Linked DNA regions of Mus musculus: region 2 is linked to region 1. A link is a contact called in public HiChIP or PLAC-seq data. All regions are on one chromosome and are shown on one strand. The core of a region is the stretch at or near the end of the contact, and the rest is flanking DNA. Distances in the headings are between cores, read along the strand shown.

Evidence for each region. HiChIP or PLAC-seq counts read pairs in DNA pulled down with a chosen protein or histone mark.
Region 2: an H3K4me3 HiChIP or PLAC-seq map of embryonic limb bud shows a contact between it and region 1, with 5 times the contacts expected there. The contact joins the promoter of Nsg1 here to the enhancer-like site in region 1. A contact is called at or near these places in 9 of 39 promoter capture datasets (the 3T3-L1 cell line, cranial neural crest, frontonasal cranial neural crest and 5 more), 1 of 484 Hi-C or Micro-C datasets (cortical neurons), 7 of 115 datasets of contacts at active chromatin or transcription factors (astrocytes, embryonic forebrain, embryonic hindbrain and 4 more) and 1 of 9 other capture datasets (embryonic stem cells).

What each region holds. Positions count from the first base shown.
Region 1 is chr5:37,286,175-37,290,440 of GRCm38.p6, forward strand. It overlaps Crmp1 (collapsin response mediator protein 1), which reads left to right. Exons shown (of 14, transcript NM_001136058.2): 12 at 194-373; 13 at 2,631-2,796. It also overlaps a transcript of Evc not described here. Among named protein-coding and RNA genes, the nearest start is that of Crmp1, 46 kb to the left of the region's middle. Within about 2 kb of position 2,362, at least 8 of the 459 cell types and tissues checked have an H3K27ac peak or open chromatin away from gene starts, as enhancers often do.
Region 2 is chr5:38,157,239-38,161,504 of GRCm38.p6, forward strand. It overlaps Nsg1 (neuron specific gene family member 1), which reads right to left and starts at 2,505. Exons shown (of 5, transcript NM_010942.4): 1 at 2,153-2,505; 2 at 1,639-1,793. The coding sequence starts at 1,767.

The sequences.
Region 1 (4,266 bases), core at 1,112-3,611:
CCCTGGGGGTAGGTGTTAACATTCAGTTCCAGCAAGTACTGTTTATTGTCTGTTGTGTATGATAGACTATCACAGAGAGAAGGAAAAAAAAGTCATTGGAAAATACAACAGATCATCCTATGCGTGCCATGCAGCTGTAGGGGAAACCCTGGCTGTGGTACAGAAGTAACTCTGGGCTTTTTTGCATTCACAGACTGTGGAGTACAACATCTTTGAGGGCATGGAGTGCCACGGCTCCCCCCTGGTGGTCATCAGTCAGGGCAAGATTGTCTTTGAGGATGGAAACATCAGTGTCAGCAAGGGCATGGGCCGCTTCATCCCTCGGAAGCCATTCCCAGAGCATCTCTACCAGCGTGTCAGGATCAGAAGCAAGGTGAGCTGCACGGAGGGCCCTTGAGTTGCTGTCCCCTTCTCTGGGAACAGGGCTCTGTCCTGTGGAGGGTCAATGGGTGTGGCTGTGTGTCCCTATGTGTTCATCTGAGACCAGACAAGGCCAGGGAGGTTGCGGGGCTTTGCAGTCTGTGTCCGGTGCACCCATGTGTGAGAGGTGCTCGTGAGCTGCTTGGGGCTCTGCCTTGCACATCTTGGAGGTTCCTCACATAGCCCACTGCAGAGTCATGAGCTTTATTTTTCAGATTAGCACATGATGCTCAGGGCCTCAGAAGACTTACCCAGTTACCCATCTACAGCCCACAGTCTGAGGGCTGTCTCCCAGCTGACCTGCCTAGCTCTCTCCTCCTCCCCTCCTGCCACATCGTATCTACTTCTTTTCCAAAATCTTGAGCTGTGGCCTTGGAAGGCCCCAGGAAGCTCTTGTCCTTGTCTCTGACTCAGAAGAGGGAACTCTGAAGTTCTTACTGTGGCCATCCCCCACCCCCTGTCTGTGACCCTCCTGTCACCATATGAACTCATTATCTACATGATCTAAGTGATGCTGTGCTGGAAAGGCCACCTGTGTGTGTGTTGTCTGTGTGTCTTTATTTCTTGTGCATGTACACATGTGTATCTGTGTTGTGTACTACACAGGTGTGCCACTGCATGTATTGCACACACATGCACATGTGTACATACTCATTGTGTGTAATGTGCATGCATGCATGTGTAAACATTTGTCTGTTGCTTGTATTATACATGTATGCATATGTGTGCACCTATGTGTGCTGCGCATACATATTTGTGTGTATTCATTTATCCATTGTATATTATGTATACATGTGTTTATTATGTATACTATAAATGTATGCATATGTGTGTGCCCACTTTGCACTGTGTACACATGTATGTATATGTTCATTTATCCATTGTGTATATTGTACAGTATATGCATATGTGTGGTTGTGTGCCTACTGAGTACACTGTGCATGCATGTGCATATTCATTGTATGTACTGTACATATGCATATATATGTATTTATACGTATGTATATATATGTATATACACACACATATATACATATTATACATATATACATATTATACATATGTATATATGTGTGTGTGTGTCTTGCATATTGGGTGTGCACACATGCATATGTAAATTTGTACTTGAGTGGCTGCATTCTCCTGTGTGTGTTTTCATTCTTGTACTTTATCAATGGTAGCACTACTTCTTGATTAGACAGCGAACTCAGACACCTTCTCCAAGCCTCAGACCCCACAGAGTTGCCCCGGTCAGTTCTCCCTCTGCCTCTGCTACAAGGGGCAGTACCAGATAGACACACATCACAGGCTCTGTGGGCCAGAGGTCTCAGGTACCAAAATGGCTGGGATGCCCACTCCTCACAGCCTTGGCTGGGCTGTAGACCTGGTCTGCGGCTGAGTCCTGTGGTGAACAGTTAACTGTCACGGAGAAAGTACCTGGCCCATGCTAAGTCATCAGTTTGCATTCGAGAGTCCGGTTACTGTACCTGGGGTTCCCTGCCCTAGTGCCTGGGCAGTGGACAGGAGCCAGGCTGGGAGTGGGGCACAGAACCTGCCTTTGGCTGCCCTGAGCCGAGGGAAGGGTAGTGACTGAAGGGAGGCATGACATGCAGGGTGACAGGGGCACAAGTCACTGGAGGCCTTGGTAGTCAGGGAGCAGGGACTTGGGACAAAGCTCAGCCTGCCAGTTTTGGAGGAGGAGGAATCTGGAACTGGGGTCAGAACACTTGACATCACTGGTCCGTTTAAGGCTTTGGACAGTTCCCTGGATACACGCTGTTCTCTGAGGCCTGGAGCCAGTGTCATCTCCGTAGGACATTTTCGAGACTGTCTGGGCTGTAGAGATCTCCAGCTGGCTCCATGGGTCCCTCTCTCAGTCCTGGGCTGTTGGACTTCTTTCAGTGTCATGGCAGACAGCCTCCTTGCTTCTGGATGGTGGCAGCCTGCCCTCTTGTGGCCACCATTGGGAAGTCCTTGATTCTGGTGCCCTGTCTTAGCCTCCCTCCTTTAACCAGTCTCCTGCCCCCAGTTCCTCATCTCCCTGTGTACTCTGTAAAGATGAGACTGGTGTGTGTGTGTGTGTGCATCCATATTGCACTGTGCTGTGTGGGCACATGTCTCTGTGGGCACAAGTGTGGCTTAGTGAGCGTTGTTGGCTGGACAGAAGCACAGACACAGTGATCATCTGACTCTTCTCTCCTTCTGTTAAGGTTTTCGGGTTGCATAGTGTTTCCAGGGGCATGTACGATGGGCCTGTGTACGAGGTGCCAGCTACACCCAAACATGCTGCTCCTGCTCCTTCTGCCAAATCCTCGCCTTCTAAACACCAACCCCCACCCATCCGGAACCTCCACCAGTCCAACTTCAGCTTATCAGGTAGTCTCATGGAAGCCAGGCTCCTGTGGAAAGGGGCACATGGCTGTGGGCATAGGTGGAGAAGGCCAGAAGGCATGGGCACACTCCTCTGCTATGCCCCCAAGACACAGTCTAGGCGGGTGTTTCTAGGGTGCAGCACAGCATGTTAATTCTTGACCTTGGCACAAGTCAGCCCTGGGCTTAAGCATTATGGGGGTGGGAGAGAGGACACTGCCACTCTTATACCAGGAAGCTAATCGTGGAGCCCAGAGGTAGGTATGAGGCAGGAGCCCTGTCATTTCCTGGGTACATGCTCTGTGCCTGGCCCTCAACCACACCCGCCCTCCTGGCTTAGGAAGCACAATATGGACTTTATGTCACCCCCACATGGTGGTGGTGTGTTCCTGGTATTGTTTGAAGTTTCACAAAATTCAGTCTTAGGATTCAGGGCTCAACAATGCTTAGGAATAAGGTCCCAGCTTGAAGACGTGTACCTGCAACTCCACCAGATGGCCACACGAGGGCAGACACAACACTGGGAGCACTGTACTGTCATTGAAATTCCAGTTAGAGCCAGTGTAGGGTCCTAGGGATTTGATGATCAATGATGCACATCTGGACAGCTTCAGATGAGCCAAAGAACTTGCTGAATTCCACAGTTTAGAGTTCAGGTTGTTGGATTCAATGGCTTTTAAAAACAGGAACCTGTGGGGGGAAAAATAAAAATAAAAACAGGAGCCACTTAAAATGTGAACCTGGGCTCTTGAGCTGTATAAAAACAGGCAGTGGGCTAAAGTAGGTCAGTGGGTCATACCAGAAAGAGTATGTGCTAGCAACAGAGAGGGTGGAAGGATAGAAAGAGGGTGTAGTTTTAGCTTAAATTGTAGGATGAGAAGTACTCTGCACAGGGAATACAGTGGATCCTGGGTCAGGGGACCCTGGGACACAACTCACTTTTCACTATCCTTTCTTGAAATAGCTACCCGAGTACAATTCTGATATTAAAGGTAGCCAATGTTATTGCACAAAAAGATTCCAAGCACAGCTCTTGAATCTTGTCTGGTATGCGCAGAAGGCTGCCTTCTGTGCTGGGAGGAGCTGGCAGACTGGCTCTCTAAGTCCATCAGACAACTGAATACTGTAGATCTATCCTTAGATGTGGATATAATAATCTTTAGATCAAAGATAGCCCTGTAATAACAAGCCTGTGTTAGGGCTTTTGGCCCGCTCTCTGCCTGGGCCCTCTATCCCCTCTGAAGCTCACAGTGCTGCCCTCAGGGCTTCGTGGACATTTACCAAATGTCAATCCTGCTGCCAGCCGCATAGCTGATTCCCCTGCATTGCTATAAAGTTCACCCTCGTCCACTTCCAAGGCAGGGCACTGCTCTGGCACATAGGTGCAGTGTGTTAGGCTAGCAGGCATCTTCACGGTAATAGTTACCTGAAGATGGAATGAAGGCGCATGATGGAAAATGAATGAAGTGTAGGCTG
Region 2 (4,266 bases), core at 1,255-3,754, 870 kb after region 1:
GCCCTCAGCACCGGTGCATATTCTCAGGTGGGTGCAACCTGGCTCTCAGAAGTCACATCCCTCACCTCCCTAAATCGTGTCAATTGTGTGAGAGGTGTCCAGTTATAAGCAGAATGGACTCAGCAGCAAGGCTAGAAACTTCTGGGAGGCCGGTGACCTTCAGCACGATGACCTTGGGTGCATTTGGTGAACTCTGAGAATCTGTCTCCTCTTTGGTGACTTTGGAAGCCTTCTAGCCCATGGACCAGTTCCCACAGGGATACCCTTCTCTGGAGCATCCCCATCAGTTACCTCAAAAGAGGAGAGACTCAGTAGCTTACAGAGCCACCTAGCCTACTCCTGAGCAACAGGACTGGCTGGCAGCATGTGAGGGCTGTCTGAAGCTCTCCTCCCTGGAGCCGACCATGCCAGGCAGTTCTGGAACGGATCACACTGAGGGTAAAAGAGGATGCTGAGGCCGAGCAGAGGGATCGCCTGATAGAGGTGCTGCTTCAGGACACAGAGATCCTGGCACAGGCTTCTAGTGCTCCTTGGCTGCATGTATTAAGGCAGGAGGGTTCGGGAGATAGGGACCATAGGGTGGAGGTCAAAGACTCAACAGCCCCGTTCCTCCTATGACGGCCAGTCTGGACCAACAGCTGTGGCACAGGGTACACAAGTTCATGTCACTCCGTGTATGAACAGCTGATTTTCCTTTCCCAAAGGGAAACACCTGCTGGCAGCCCCTTCTCTGCTCCCATGTTGCCATCTCCCCACCCCACCCTCGGGGGGGAAAAAAAACCAGACAATAAAATTAGGGGGATGAAATCACCTTGGGAAGAACCCAAATTTGGGGTTTTGTGAAAGAAGCCCCTGAGAGCCACCACTGAAGACCCACAGCAGGTCCCTTCTATACCCCATTCTACTGCTGCCCAGTGAACACAGAGCCTGGAGCCAGAGCCTCGTTATCGGGAAAGAAATGAAGACAATAAATGTAAAGCATTCAGGAATAGTGTCCAAGCTCCTTTGTGTGTTGGGACTGTCGATAAAGGGCGTGTAGCTTTACATGAGCGTGCGGTAATGCTGTCATCTACTTTAAGGGTAGAATTTGCTTTTAAACGTTATGGCTTGAAAACGATGCCCCGCTGGATGTAGTGTTTAAGAGAGGAGTCTTTAAGTCAGGGGAAAAAAATACCATCAGGATAAAGATGGTCCTGGTTACACTAGCATTGCCAAGCTCGAGCTCAGATCTGGAGATGTCACAAAAGGAACAAAGAGGAATCAGCACACACCCAGTGAGGCAAGTGGAGCTGAAACCCCCGCACAAGGAAAGCATAAGGACCAGCTAGCTCCCTAAGATCACTCCTGACCCCCCATACCAACAAGCAACGCTCTCACAAGACTCCCCCAAATCAAGAGGGGGACTTCCACTGAGGAGTCTTGCCGAGACAAAGGTGTCATCTAAGGCGGGGGAGGGGGGTCTCCAGCATCACCAAACCCATAATCACGAGGGTACATTGTGCTCTCCCTGCCTTCCTCCTCCTGGCTGAGCCCGCCTCCACCTCTCCACGCGCACAAGGCGTTTCTTTTGTTTCAGTTGCAGCCGAAGATTTAGGGGTGCACACTCAGCAGCGCGGGAATGTCGCGGGGGGCTCATACCTTATCTGGGGGTGGGAACTGCAGCTGGTTGACATCGAGGGGCGTCATCAAAGGAATGGTGTCGAAGCCATCCTCCAGCAGTGGCTGCTTGGTGCCCTTCTCTGCGAAATTATTCCCCAACTTCACCATGGTTGCGAAAGACACGAGGCTGCGGCCTGCGGAGGGAGGGCCGCGCGGGGGTCAGGGCGAGCCGTGGCCCGACCGGGCGGGGCACAGCCAGAAGGACTCCGCACACCCACCCGCTGTCTCCGCGGTCGCTGTCCCCGCCTTATCTCCCCAGAGAGGTAGCAGGGACGCGGCGATCTAGCCAGATCAGAGTCTCAGGCTGTGTATTGACTAACATTTCTAGACTCCCATCCCGCAGGGCGCATCACGGCCGGGTAAGGGGACGCTACCCGTGCCCAGCCTTTCTGGACGCGTACCCTGTCGGGTGGCACTGGCCTCCTGCAGGTCTCCCGCGGCCCTCTGCTTGAGAGATGCTCCTCTGCCCTCCCCGTTCGCCACCCGCACTCACCCCACGCCTGGCTCCGGAAGATCTGGGCTCCAAGCGCGCTCCGAGGCTCAGTGTCGCCCGCTCCCGCGCACAGCAATGGCGGAGGCGGCGCCGCGGCCGGGGGATCGGCGATTGGGTTCTGTGCCTCCCGCCTCCGCGCGCCGCCTCCTTCCTGCCGTTCCCGGGGGCCGCGCGCGGGAGTGCGCGTGGGGCCGCGCGGATGCGCCTCCGCCTTGACGCAGCGCCGCCCGCGCGCGGATCGGTCGCACAAAGGAGCACGCGACTGCAGTGGGGGTCCCCCGGGGACCCCGCGCGCTCCCCGACCGGAGGAAGGAGAACCTGAGACTCCCAATGCCCGACTAAGGGAATACCCGAGCGGGCTGCGCAACCCTGGGGCGGCGGCCGAGCGCGGGGAGATTGGGGGGAAGGAAGGGAAGGAGGGAGGAGGAGATAATGGGAAGCCAGGGAGCCCCAAAGGTGGATGAAGGCAAGGTGCCGGCCCACTGTCAATCAGATCTGAAGGATGACAAAGATTTTCGGAGGACAGTGTAGGTGATACACCTCGGTGGCTCTTAGTGTGAGGCTAAGTGGGAGAGGGAAGGAAAATGAGGGCGGGTCCCTATAAAAAGAGGGAGATTGCAGGATGTGAGGTAGTGCTGTCCCACTAGGGATGCATGCCTAGAGTGTGGGAACAAGAGGCCAGGTGTTCAGAGCTCAAAGTTCTGCTCAAGAGGCAGACTAGCCAAAGCTGTCAGTGGTCAAGGCGGAAGGGGAGGTGGGAATCTCCCGACCGCAGCTGCAGTCCGCATGGATAGCATAGAGACCCAAAAGGAAGAATGAGGTTCTAGGCTGACCGGTGCCCCAGGCGGCCACCCTAATGAAGGCCACTGCACTTTACAGACCTCTAGTCGGCCTTGTTTGCAGGATGCAGGATAGGGAAGACTACTTGGATGTGAAAGCGAAGCTACAAAAGGAGTAGGGCTGAGGGCCGGCGCGGGAGGAGCAGCGCCTCATCATCTGCGGCCATCATTCTGTTCCCCAGAGAAACCTGGAGAATAACAGAAACCTTCAACAGCAGCCTATATAGGTCCAAATTCCAGACTCTCCAGGAGGGCCCCTTCTTTAAAGGGGTGGGGGGAGGTTTGCCCGGGTTTCTCTGCCCAGGCCTTGACAAGGTCCCGGATGCCATTGAGTCAAGTCAGGTCAGCCTGACTAGGGCCCAGAGTCTCATCTCGGGTGCCTTTCTGGGCTTCTCCAGGCTGAGGGAAGGGCTTGAAGACACCTGTCTGACATCAGGTTGTCCTCTTGGCAGCTGAGAAAGGAGTTTGAAACCACCCAGGCACTAGCCTGCAGGCATCACGGGGCCTACCAGTCAGACTGTCTAGTTTGTGTAAGAGAAAGGCTTTATCTCTATCTCAGTCTCCAGCCTTTTCACGGCACTAGCCTACTCTGCAGTCAGAATCCTCACAAGAGCAATAGGATCACACCCTCTCCCTCCAAGACAGCCCAGGATCAGGCTATCCCCTAGACAGCCAGGGTTATGCCGCGACTTGCTGGCCTGGGGATTGCACATTACTTCTGTGTGGTTTTCTTTGCTTGTATCTGAACCCCATGAAGGGCATCAGAAACACAAAGTGCGCAAGACACACTGCCACCTTTCAAGGACAAAGCCTCAGCTCCTACCCGGAGATGTGACAGAGAGTCAGAGAAGGGAGCATGCTCAAGGAGAGGATGTATGTCCAAGTAGGAAGAATGCAGAGACAGCATATTCACTCTGTCACTCCTGGAACACATGACCCACAAACTAGCAACTCTAAAAGAATGGAAATGTATCCTAAGCACTGGAGGCCAGAGGTCCACAGTCAAGATGTGGACAGGGCCCTACCCCCTCTGGAGGCTCCCCAGAAGAACCTCTTCCTTTTCTGGCTTTGGTGAAACCGGCAGTGCTTGGCGTATGGCCACATCACTCCAATCTATGTTCATGTCACTCCCAGCATAGCCCTTCCCTCTACCTTGTATGTCTCACCTCATTGCTGAGTTGGGGACTGCTCACTCTGGTGTATTAAGTGAGTCACATCAGTGGCTGCGTGTGGTAACAACTGAGCCGTATAAAGTCAGGCTCACAGATTCCCAGG